Regions from separate parts of the Hordeum vulgare genome. Here region 2 is linked to region 1. A link is a contact called in public Hi-C data. All regions are on one chromosome and are shown on one strand. Each heading gives the region's core, a stretch centred on a gene start, on an enhancer-like site or on the middle of the called end of the contact. The rest is flanking DNA. Distances are from core to core; before and after follow the strand shown. Region 1 holds the start of LOC123433943 (chaperone protein dnaJ 13). Region 2 holds the start of LOC123433959 (monocopper oxidase-like protein SKU5).

Region 1 (3,007 bases), core at 464-2,963:
GCTGAATCAAGCAATGGCTCTTCACCCTCATGGAGGCTCTATCACATGAACAATTTATCCTCCTCTCGGTTACTCTTTGGGCGATATGGTCGCCACGTCGCAAAAGCGATCCATGAAGGTATCTTTCAATCCCCACAAGACACACATATGTTTTTCCACAGATATATTGCTGAACTGCAAGCTCTGGAGGTAAGGGAGGCACCATCGGCTCCTTCTATTTCGGCGCAGGCGACGCATGTGGCACGACCGAGAGCACCTCCAACAGGCTGCGTCAAAATCCATGTTAACGCTAGCATCTGGAAGGGACGTGGCGGCTCTGCAACGGCTGTATCCAGGGATGAACATGGCAATTTTTTGGGAAGCTTTGCGCTGGTGATAGCTTGTGTCGAGGATCCCGCTATCCTGGAGATGATCGCTTGTAGAGAAACTTTGGCTCTAGCGGAAGACTTGCACGTGGAGCGCATGTTGGTCTCATCGAACTCTAAGCAAACCATATCACACATTGCAACTTTAAGCAGGGGAAAGCATGGAGCCATAGTCAATGAGATTAAGCTTAGATCGAGTTTTTTTGTTGTAACTTTACTTTCGAAGGGCGTGGTGCCAATACGGGAGCACATAGCTAGCCAAGTACTCTCTTTCTCTTGATCTCGGGTGTCACGCTTGGTTGAGCCAACCCCACGATCAATCTTGTATCCCAGAGCTTGTGGCTTATGATTAATAAAGCATTGCTTTACCCTTAAAAAACTTACTCGTAGACTCGTTCGGTCCGGTTTTATTCCATTTTTCCTTTTTTATTTACTTGTTTTCTCTACCTTTTTGTTTTTTCATTAGACTTTTCATTTTTACACTGTTCTTACCGATTTTCTTTGATTTTTTATTTTTTATTTTCTTTGTTGGTTTTCATTGGTTCTTTCATATTTCTTTGTTTCTTTTGGTTTTCATTCTATATTTTTGTATATGTCAACAATATTTTTATTAAATGTTTATTATTTTATAAATACATTTTAAATAATTTTTTAATACACGGGAATTTTGTTTTGTATACATATTTTAAACATTTTTTAAATGCTTGATTAATATTTTTATATATAACATTTCTTGAATACATGATAAACATTTTTTATACACATTTTAACATTTTCAGATGCTTGATTGTTTTTCTAAATATGAGATTGACATTTTTTATTACATGGTCAACATATTATTTATACACTTTTATTATTTTTAAAATGTTCTGATTAACATTTTCTGAACACTTGTTATTTTTTGAATGCCTCATTAACATTTTTTAAGTATATGATCCTTTTTTTCATACCCACTGTATTTTCTTGTATACTTTATAAATATTTTCTCGATACACATTTAACTTTTTAAATACTTGGTTAACATTGCTATAAAATGTCTTTCAAACTGTTTTATAAATATATTTATTGATATATTTATTAGAAGTAAAAAAAAGCAAAAACAGCAAAAAAACATGAAAAAAAACGAGTCCGTGGACCTTCCGCGAGCTGGGCAGGCCCATCTAGCGCTCTTCTTGAAGCGAGGGTTCCTACGTCTCGCTATAAGCGATACATAGGGGCCCCCATACGAGATGAGTTTAGGTTTCCGAACTTCGTCGCTTCGTCAGGGACCGTACCTGTTTCTTACGGCGACGACGCCCTCTCTTCTTTCCGTCACCCAGACGAGAAAACGGACTCCTTTATTTTATTTCATCAGCGAAGGAAAGAAAACGGAGGGAGTATAGCTCCTTCACCCTGTGATGGATGTCTATGTCTTGAGGCGGAAGTAGAAATCGAAGAACTCTTTATTAATCCCCAACAAATCCACCAAGAAGAAGAAGGAAAATCACCATAAACCCTCGCGTCCGAAAAAAAACCCTGCCCCATTCGCCCCCCACCGCCGTGCCGGGCAAGCAGAAGCAGCCGCCGCAGCCGCACGGCGTCATGGCGCCGGAGCCGGAGCCGGAGGACGGGAGGGAGCTCTACGCGCTTCTGCACCTCTCGCCGGAGTCCTCCGACGAGGAAATCCGCAGGGCATACCGCCAGTTCGCGCAAATCTACCACCCCGACAAGTACCAGGACCCCCAGGTAACCCTCCCGCCCCCTCTCTCTCCGGGCTGCCGCTGAGATTCGATTAGTGGTGGCTTAGGGTTGCTGCACCCATAGTTTTGGGCTTTTGGCTGGTGGTGACATTGCGGTAGCTTGGGATGCGGTGCGGTGGGGCAAATTGGTGCGGGAATTTGATTGTTTCGAGGTCGTTAAGCAGTTGGGTTTCACTGGTTTGATCCTGTACTGTCGTGTGCTTGGATTAGGCGTTGGTTGCTTCGGACAGACATTGCTGTTGGTATCCTATAGTTTGTAGGTATTTCTCCTTTGAGGAGAGACAGAGATCAAAGGGAAGGGTTGGGCAATGTCTATGTCTCTATTTGCTAACTCACGTGGTATGAATTTATTCCTTTATCATGTATCAATCAGATTACGTCTGAGATTATTAGGAGAATTATAAGATCATAGGAAGAGACTGGGTAATGCTGAGTCAAATGCGCACGCCGGTTGAATGAAACCTATATTTTTTGTGATCAGTCTGGAACAGGACAGGTCTTCGTTCGTTATGTGGTAACAACCTATCTTGCGTATTTTGTTCGGATATTGGAGAGGTGACAACCTGTCATGAGCACTGGAGAAGTGACAAGTGACAACCTGTCATGGCATTACCTCATACCGTAGAAACACAAGCACGGGCATCCTGCTAATTATATTTTGATCAGACCAATTCATCCTGTAAATATCAATTTGGCGAAAGAAAAAGTTATTTGATAAATGGAAATTAGAGAAGGGACATGCCGTTACATGTTTTTTCTGTATTCGCAATTTATATTAATATTGCTAGGATTAAAATTTCATTCAATGGTAGTTAGACTTGCACTTGTGCTATCTGCATTTTGCTGAATAACTCATCTGCAATAATTTACATTCCTGAGTTCTTCTGACCTGACTAGGATCTT
Region 2 (2,948 bases), core at 301-2,800, 390 kb before region 1:
AAAAGCGATGCAACTTGCGCACCCTGCTCCCCCACTTGCCAAGTTTTTTTTAACCCTGTCCAGCAAGTTGCCAACCCAGAATGCAAGTACCAGGATGCTATGATAGGGGGCAGTGAATTACCGGGATGCACGTCGATGGTCTCATGCTCAATGCCGGCCGGCACAAGGCTGTCGTTGTACCGGTACGGGCCCTTGCCGTTTATCAGCACGCCGTCCGGCATCCCGACCTCCTTCCCTTCATCAAGCATCTTCCTCAGATCCTGCAGCGCGGAATCACATGGTCAAGCAATTAAGCCAATGTGGCACTGTATCTCTCATAAGAAATCAGTGCGGCGCTGTGATTAGCTTGGTGGCCGGAACCGCGTGTTTTACGACGACGCACCGTGTGGTTCCTGTTGTACCAGTCGCCGATGAGGATGGTGATGTCGCCGTCGGGGCGGCCGAAGGGCACGGCGATGACGGCGCGGTTGTTGACGACGATGCCGCCGAAGCCGCCGGCGGCGCGCTGCAGGCCGGTGGAGGGGAAGTAGAAGAAGCTGCCGATCTGGTCCTTGACCTGGAACTCGTACGTCCAGTTCCACCCGGCCGGGATGGGGCAGTTGGTGCCCAGCACGCCGTCCTGCCAGCAGTTCTTCCGGTGCTGGATCCCGTTCCTGCATGCCACCGCGCAACACAATTCTCAGCGGCCTGCCTGCTGCGACTCGAAGGAATCAAATCAATGGCGGCAACACGCGCGCGCGCGAGAGAGAGAGGGGGAATGGGCATGCACCAGGTGATTAGGAGGGGCTCGTCGAGGTCGTTGAGCACGTTGACGACGACGTTCCAGTTGGTGGTGATGTTGACGACGGGGCCCGGGAACTTGCCGTTGATGCCTATCACCTACCGGCGACAAGGAAACAACGGCTCCTTAAAAACGAGACGGAGGGTGGGGAGCAGAGGACAATGCCTGCGCTGCGCGACGAGTGATATGAGAGTAAAATGGCTGCTAGCTTAAGCTTGCCTGCTGCTTGACGCCGAGGGGCGCTGCGGTGACGTAGGAGACGTCCCAGTCGAAGAAGGCGTAGGGGTCGCCGGCCATTGCCGGCACGGCGGCGCACGCCACCAGCGCGAGAAGCCGCCACATTGCGGCGGGTCGAGCCCGGCGGTCTTGGGAAATGAGTAGCTGGGCGGATGAAGCGACAGGAAGAGCAGGTGATTCAGTCAGTGGAGCTGCACTGTGGAGAGCAGAGCAGAGAGCAGAGAGCGGGACGGACTGGGGAGGAAGGAAGGAGGAGGACTGGCTCGACAGCGTGTACGCAGAGGGGGAGCGCGTGCGCGTGGTAGGTCACAGGGTGGCGTGGCGCCGCGGCGGAATGCTGCGGTGGGGGAGCGTATGCGCTTGGAGTGGACTGAGCTGAGCGCGGCGGGGAAATGCCCGTGTTGGAGCGGAGCCTGCTCGACCGGTGGTCGCAGCGGTCGTTGCCTTGGCAGCAAAATTTGCTCGGTCTTGTGTTTCACTGGATGGATCTGATTACCGTTGGATAGTCCAAGCTTGCGATGGTCCACGTATTACGAACAAGTTTGGCCCTAAGCACAACAAAGCATCTGCTTCCAAGTCTCAGCACAGGAAATCGTTGGACTATAAAAACCTTCTTAAACTCTTCGAGCACCCACGTTGTGAAGCGCGCACGGCGCTCCAGCATCTCCACATGCGCAGGCCAGCGAATGGCCAGCAGTGACCGGGGCGCGAACGTGGGATCCCATGCGCGCAGCCGCGGTGATGGCGGTGGTGGCATTGGCTGCGGTCGGTGCGCCCCCCCACCACCCCTCGCGCCATCTTGACCGGCGCCGCAGGGCACGTGCATGCATGGGACCGGCTGCACGACAGCGGCTGGCTCTCCGACGGAATTATAGCATCCACAGCCACACTTAACAAACCCGGCCACTCAAATGATCATGAACCGTATATACATTAACCAATCATAATTAATATCAATTTTGCTAAAACACCATGTGAGATAAGTATTACACATCTAAGTTCTATATCATTGATATCACATAGGGATTTATGTGGGTATTTTTTATATATATTTAATTTAATCATTTAGATGTATAATAATTATGTTACATGTAGACGTGCCCTAGACACATTTATTTTATATTTTATGCTATGGATCCGAATACCTTATATTTTATTTCTTAAATTCATACAAATCATACAAAAGATGACATACATACTAGTCTATAAACTACACTTTGTTGTTGTCGAAAATGTTCACGACGTCCGGGCCGACGTCTGTGGTGTGCTCCACCTCTATAAACTACATATTAGATGGGCGCGTAGGAGGGTTTTGGCCACTCCTCCTTCATAGTCGCGTGCATCTCGTCGACGTCTGTGGTGTGCTCCACCTCCGCCTCTTGCAAACCACGTCGCTTGGCCTTCGTCGTCGATTTCGACCAGAAGGAATCAAGGATCACATGTTGCTCCGCCTGCAGATCCGCGGCCCCTGCGTCCCTCACACCCTCCTCCTCCTCTCTCTCCTCCTTCTTCTCCCCGTCCTCATGCTCCTCCTCCTCCTCCTCCGGATCTAACACATCCGGAGGTAGCCCCGCGGCTATCCAGTCTTCGTGCCTTGCAAGGACCTGATCAAGTAGTTGTAGTCGACGCTCCGACATTAGATAAGTTGTCCGGTGGCATGGGGGCATATCTACTAGAGTAAAGTGAAGGACGACGAGCTTTAAGTAGCAGACGGCGAGCGAAAGTGGCGGCGACAGATGTCGAGGGAACGAGCTTGACAATAGTACGAGGGGTACGGATGAGGGGGCGGAGCCTAGCTATGGCGCATGTGTAACACTCGGATGTAGGAGTCCAGGCCCCATTCGGAAGTGGTAAAGACCCTACGTCTCGAGCCGAGAGACTTAGTGTTTGCTTATTAGGGGTGTGAATACACACGGTGCTTAACCCTTGT

What was found. Hi-C and Micro-C count contacts between places; a contact is called where the count stands out from the background.
Region 2: a contact with region 1 is called in a Hi-C map of leaf, with 7 times the contacts expected there. The contact joins the promoter of LOC123433959 here to the promoter of LOC123433943 in region 1. A contact is called at or near these places in 2 of 6 Hi-C or Micro-C datasets (leaf and seedling) and 1 of 1 datasets of contacts at active chromatin or transcription factors (embryo).

Annotation. Positions count from the first base shown.
Region 1 is chr1H:325,001,930-325,004,936 of MorexV3_pseudomolecules_assembly, reverse strand. It overlaps LOC123433943 (chaperone protein dnaJ 13), which reads left to right and starts at 1,713. Exons shown (of 13, transcript XM_045115484.1): 1 at 1,713-2,090. The coding sequence starts at 1,947.
Region 2 is chr1H:325,392,353-325,395,300 of MorexV3_pseudomolecules_assembly, reverse strand. LOC123433959 (monocopper oxidase-like protein SKU5) reads right to left here and starts at 1,550. Exons shown (of 6, transcript XM_045115485.1): 1 at 1,001-1,550; 2 at 770-879; 3 at 383-653; 4 at 122-260. The coding sequence starts at 1,123.